2 separate regions of the Sus scrofa genome follow, and region 1 is linked to region 2. The links are chromatin contacts, called in public Hi-C maps. All regions are on one chromosome and are shown on one strand. The core of a region is the stretch at or near the end of the contact, and the rest is flanking DNA. Distances in the headings are between cores, read along the strand shown. Region 1 overlaps MMS19 (MMS19 nucleotide excision repair protein homolog). Region 2 holds the start of RRP12 (RRP12-like protein).

Region 1 (3,133 bases), core at 42-2,541, 58 kb before region 2:
TGTTGCCGTGAGCTGTGGTGTAGGTCGCAGACGCGGCTCAGATCCTGCATTGCTGTGGCTCTGGCGTAGGCCGGCAGCTACAGCTCCGATTAGACCCCTAGCCTGGGAACCTCCATATGCCGCTGAAGTGGCTCCAGAAAAGGCAAAAAGACAAAAAAAAGAAAAAAGAAAGAAAGAAAACATTACCATCCCTTCATTTAAAATAGTAACCTAATCCCTATATGGTGCTATCTTTTGCAATTCTATAGCTTTGCCAGCCAGCCCACTTTTCAGGTCATTGGGAGCCTGACCACAGCTTGGCAGGCTCTTGATGTAGCACCTACCCTGGGGTGGCAGTGAGGATGGGTGCTCTTAGTGTGGCTTCAATGCCACCCATACCTCACACTTGAGTTCTTCATTCTCTCCCGCAGTTCCTACTCCCCCTGCTGATAGAGAAAGTGGATTCTGAGCTTCTGAGTGCCAAGCTGGATTCTCTGCAGACTCTGGTGAGTGACTTTTCCCTTTCGAGGATCCAGCTGTCTTTAGACAATTTAAGGATGCTAAAGGATTATGGGTTCTTGGAGAGCCAGGGATGGTTCAGTGGGCCTCAAGAGAGGGATACCCAGGATCTGGGCCTATATGTTGACCTAAAGCCCTCAGGAGCATTTTTTCTTGTTCTGTAACTGAGTAACTGAATGGCAGCTGAGGAAAGGCTGACCAGGGCTCCCTCTTCATGCTTGTTTTTCATCGATCAGGACAAGCTCCTATTTTTCAGTGACCTGGCTGGGATGGTTATGAAATCCTGCTGATTTTATTGCTGAGAGCCATTATGCTGAGGTGCCTGCATATCCCAGGAAGTCTGAGTGTGTAGATCGCTGTGACCTGTGCTTTCCTTGGCAGAATGCTTGCTGTGCTGTATACGGACAGAAGGAACTAAAGGACTTCCTACCCAGCCTTTGGGCTTCTATCCGCAGAGAGGTGAGTGTCACTTAGACAGATTCACTGCTGTTAACTCCTAGTTGTCAGGTATGAGGGGACATACCACCCCTATCCTTTTCCCGCTATTGCTGTGCCTGTTTATTCAGCAAGAGAGCAGAGTTCCCTGGTGGCCTAGGGGTTAAAGATCTGGCATTGTCACTGCTGTGGCTTGGATCACTGCCATGGCATGTGTTTGATCCCTGGCCAGGGAACTTATGCAAGCCACGGGCACAGCCAAAACATTTTTTTAAAAAGAGAGGGAGAGAGAGTTGTAGTTGAATGACGAGGGTAGGGTCAGCTGTGGTGATGGCACGTGATCAGTCTCACACAGTGTCCTTCCCTGGTCACGAGCGTAGCGCAGGCTGAGTAGGGGGAGAGGGAAGAGACCTGGGAAAGGGGATCCCAACAACCACTGCTCAAGGTCAGCATTCACTTTCCCAAAAAGGGTGTGTACCAGTCCTAGTGGGACTAAGGACTTAGTGAAAATACACCAGTTAAGCAGCTCATTTGAGGGAGTTCCCATCATGACGCAGTGGAAATGAATCCGACTAGGAACCATGAGGTTTCGGGTTCGATCCCTGGCCCTGTTCAGTGGGTTAAGGATCTGGTGTTGCCGTGAGCTGTGGTGTAGGCCGCAAACATGGCTCGGATCCCGTGTTGCTGTGGCCGGTAGCAGTAGCTCTGATTCAACCCCCAGCATGGGGACCTCCATATGCCGTGGGAACGGCCCTAAAAAAGACAAAAAAAAAAGAAGCTCATCTGAAGGGTGAATTTCCATTGCTGCTTCCTTCTGGTTCTCACCACCCCAGACAGGAAATAGGCAGTAGGTGGGTGGGGTCTCACCTGGTGCAGGCTCACCTCAGTAGCCATGGGATCCCTCCCTGACAGGTGTTCCAGACGGCAAGTGAGCGGGTAGAGGCCGAGGGCCTGGCGGCCCTTAACTCCCTGACCGCGTGTTTGTCTCGTTCTGTGCTGAGGGCTGATGCTGAGGACCTCCTTGACTCCTTCCTTAGCAACATTCTACAGGGTAATGGGGCCATGGCAGCTAGAAAGGGGCGTGAGCAACAGAGAGAAGAAATCCCCTAAGGCCAGCCACCTTTCTTAAGTAGCCTCCCACATTCAGAGATTTGGGTGCTGGAGCCCTGCTTTGAGTTGAAATCAGTTTAAGTGGTAACAGCTAGCCAACTGAACTGGGGCTCATCATCCAACTTCTGTGGCCTACAGGGGAACCAGGCAACATTCAGCCTACTCCCCAGGTCTGTGATGTGCTGCCTCTCTAGACTGCAGGCACCATCTGTGTGAACCGGACATGAAACTGGTGTGGCCTAGTGCCAAACTCTTGCAGGCGGCTGCAGGTGCATCTGCCCGGGCCTGTGACCACATCACCAGCAATGTGCTGCCTCTACTCCTGGAGCAGTTCCACAAGCATAGTCAGGTAAGGAAACAGAACCTTTTGAGGAAACCATGGGACCACTGCTAGGAGAGAGAGCTAAGCGTTGAGCTTGGGCCCAGATACAGTAGCTCTTAGATTTTGTTCCTGTTAGCTGTGGCTGGTTCCTTTGTTCACTCATTTCCTGACAGTCTTACCTACAAGGATAATCCTCCCCACATCCACAGTAGCAGGACTGAAATTCTTTAAAAAATATTCTTTGACTCCAATACCCCTTAAAACATTACAGAGCAACCAGCGGCGGACAATCCTTGAAATGATCCTGGGTTTCTTGAAGCTGCAACAGAAATGGAGCTATGAAGACAAGGGTGAGGCCACCTTCCAGATGTGGTACTCTAAGGCCTGCTGCGCACTGAAACCCTCTAAAGGATGGCAGGCCAAGTGTGCTATAGAGAAGTAATCTAGAACAGCAGACCTATTGTTCTGAGGGTGTAGCACAAGAGAACACGCAACAGATGAGACCTGGTTTTTTTCTAGTATACTTCCTGGATAGCCAATGGATTAAATGCTTTAAATCTGCCCCATGGTATCTTTGCATCAGTGCTGAATAGGGCTTCCCTCTAACCTGGACTCTGTCTCTCCCTAGATGAAAGGCCATTGAGTGGCTTCAAGGACCAGCTGTGCTCACTGGTATTCACGGCCCTGACAGACGCCAGTACCCAGCTTCAGCTTGTTGGCATCCGTACACTCACAGTCTTGGGTGCCCAGCCAGGTACACTTAAGGGA
Region 2 (2,812 bases), core at 28-2,527:
CTGGCCCATAGCGGAGGTGCCTATCAAAGGAGTGATTTCAGTAAGCCCAGACCTTTACATCTTCCCAGAGAAACTGATTTTCTGTAAATATTTTCTGTAAATCTTTTGTTCCTACTACCTTCCCTTTGTTGCAAAAACTTGTATATATATCCCAGGTCCCCTCTCACCTCCTGGGAGCAGTTTTCTCAAGGCTACCTGAGATGCTGTCTGCCAGGCTTAAGTCCTAATTTTGCCCCAAATAAAACTTCAGGTTGTGCAATTTTTTCATCTTTATTTTTATTTTTTATTTTTTTCATTGTCAGCTGCCCCATGGCATATGGAGCTCCCGAGCCAGGGATCAGATCCGAGCCACAGTCTTGACCTAAGCCAAAGCTATGGCAATGCTGGATCCTTAACCCACTATGCTGGGCTGGGTATGGAACACTGGACCCATTGCTCCCAAGATGTCACAATCCCATTGTGCCACAGCGGGGATCCTGTGCAATTTTTTAAAGTTGACAGATATTTAGAACCTAATCAGCCAAAAGCTCCAGGATCAAATGTCTGACAAAATTAGATTTATTGATTTGAAATGAGGGAGGGAATTCCAGAGGAATCTTGAAATTCTGCCCTGCAAGAGAAGGGAGGGAAGGTCTTTTGTAAAGTTTGGCTCTAGATAAAGGATTTGTGGGAGGGAATCAGGAGAGTGGGAATCAGTTCTGGATTGGTTTCTGGTTTTGAAGTGGAATTAGAAGAGATTAATTTAGGGGGATTTGAGTGCTATCATAAGGCCAGGGGTGGTTTAGCAAGTGGATATCTCCATTATTAAATGAAAATAGCTAAGCTATTTTTTTCTTTTCTTTTTGGCCCCAACTGTGGCATGCAGCCACAGCAGCGGCAACCCCAGTTCCTTAACCCGCTGAGCCGCGAGGGAACTCCAGTTTGGAGCATCACTGGTTGCTTTTTCTTTTTTTTGGCCACGTCTTCCAGGCCAGGGATTGAACCCAAGCCACAGCAGCGACCTGAGCCACAGCAGTGACAATTGCAGGATCCTTAACCGCGAGGCCAGCAGGGACCTCCGATGTTTCTTTAACCTGCAAAGGAATTCCAGTTTTAGGACACTCCTCTGTAGCCAAGAACCGAAGCCTTGGACTAAGAGCCCTAGAGACTCGGCAGCACCAAAACTTCCTCCCTAGAAGCAGATCTCTCAGGAGCCCCTCCCTATCAGAACCTGGACGCTAGGTGAAACCGGATGTTGATGCTCTTGCCATGGTGACGGACGCGAATGCGGAAGTTACGCCAGAGGAAGAGGAAGTGAAGTGGGCTGCGGACCCACGTGGGTCCTGCGCGTGTTTCTAGGTCCCTGGAACTTAGTCCTTTAAAGTCACTCTCGGCTTAGTCGACATGGGTCGCTCGGGGAAGTTGCGCTCCGGCGTCTCGGCCAAGTTGAAGCGCTGGAAGAAAGGCCATAGCAGCGAAAGCAACCCTGCCATCTGCCGTCACCGCCAGGCCGCCCGCAGCCGCTTCTTCAGTCCGCCCTCAGGTAGCAGGGTGACAACCCAAGGCATTGCGGGCGGAGGGGTTCTGGGCGGGGCTGGATCCTGATGGATCTGAGCCTTCTGGAGGCTTTGGGGAGCAACCATCGGCCTTTCCTCTCTTAAAATGTTCAATCTGGAGCCTGCTGTAAAGGTCCACCTTCCCCATTTAACAGATGCAGAAACTGAGTCCACAGGAGGGAAATGACTTGGCTAGGGTACCAGGAGTATCATAGTCAGTACTCTCGGCTGGAATTAACCTTAGTGACTCTTTGCGAGTCGCTTTCATCTTAATCTCTCAACCAAGCCCCTCGCCGCAGCCCCTAGCTGACTCCTACCGGCGAAACTTTTACCTGGAGGGTTCCCTTTCTGAGTTAAGTTCTAGGTGTACAATGGGATAATGAGGCAGACCGCGTTCGGAATTTAGCCTCTCGGGTTGGGGGCCTGGACTCCACAGGTTTGTTTCCTAGGGTTCTTGTTCTCTTGGCCAAAAGGCGGCTTGGGTTAAAATAAGGGCCTTACCCTATGCCCCCGGTTCTCAGGAAAGAGCAACCTGACAGTTGATGCAGTGAAGTTGCATAATGAGATGCAGTCAGGGTCTCTGCGCCTGGGCAAAAGTGAAGCCCCTGAGACAGTCATGGAAGAAGAAGAGGTGGCCCCGGCTCTCACAGAGAAATCTTCAGGCACCTTCCTGAGTGGCCTCTCCGACTGCACAAATGTCACCTTCAGCAAAGTGCAGCGCTTCTGGGAGTCTAACTCGGCTGCCCACAAGGAGGTAAGGGGGAGGGTCAGGGCAGCAGGAGGCTAGTGAGGGGGGCCAGTTGGACTGTTGATTGGTGACAGCAGCTGGAATCTATGGATATTGTGTCCTGCCCTTTTTGTCCTCTACTCATTTCTTCTTCTGGGGCAGTTTCCACTACTTTTTTTTTTTTTTTTTCCCACCCGTCTTTTATCTTTTTAGGGCCGCACCAGTGGCATATGGAGGTTCCCAGGCTAGGGGTCCAACCAGGGCTGTAGCCGCCGGCCTACGCCACAGCCACAGCCACAGCCACAGCAATGCCAGATCCAAGCTGCCTCTGTGATCTACACCACAGCTCACAGCAGTGCTGGATCCATAACCCACTGAGCAGGACCAGGGATCGAACCCGAGTCCTCATGGATGCTAGTCGGGTTTGTTAACCATTGAGCCATGACAGGAACTCCCAGTTTCCACTACTTCTTTTTTTTTTTGTCTTTTTGCCATTTCTTGGGCCGCTCCTGCGGCATATGGAGGTTCCCAGGCTAGGGGTGGAATCGGA

Evidence for each region. Hi-C and Micro-C count contacts between places; a contact is called where the count stands out from the background.
Region 1: a contact with region 2 is called in a Hi-C map of liver, with 2.8 times the contacts expected there. The contact joins the enhancer-like site here to the promoter of RRP12 in region 2. A contact is called at or near these places in 10 of 47 Hi-C or Micro-C datasets (blood, embryonic fibroblasts, fetal heart ventricle and 4 more) and 2 of 2 datasets of contacts at active chromatin or transcription factors (alveolar macrophages and skeletal muscle).

The regions. Positions count from the first base shown.
Region 1 is chr14:108,861,344-108,864,476 of Sscrofa11.1, reverse strand. It overlaps MMS19 (MMS19 nucleotide excision repair protein homolog), which reads left to right. Exons shown (of 31, transcript XM_013990467.2): 10 at 411-485; 11 at 880-957; 12 at 1,846-1,984; 13 at 2,238-2,392; 14 at 2,637-2,715; 15 at 2,994-3,119. Among named protein-coding and RNA genes, the nearest start is that of ZDHHC16, 20 kb to the right of the region's middle. Within about 2 kb of position 1,291, at least 20 of the 83 cell types and tissues checked have an H3K27ac peak or open chromatin away from gene starts, as enhancers often do. A contact at or near this core is called in liver, mesenteric adipose tissue and skeletal muscle, where this site is marked.
Region 2 is chr14:108,803,978-108,806,789 of Sscrofa11.1, reverse strand. RRP12 (RRP12-like protein) reads left to right here and starts at 1,277. Exons shown (of 34, transcript XM_021072760.1): 1 at 1,277-1,522; 2 at 2,057-2,289. The coding sequence starts at 1,384.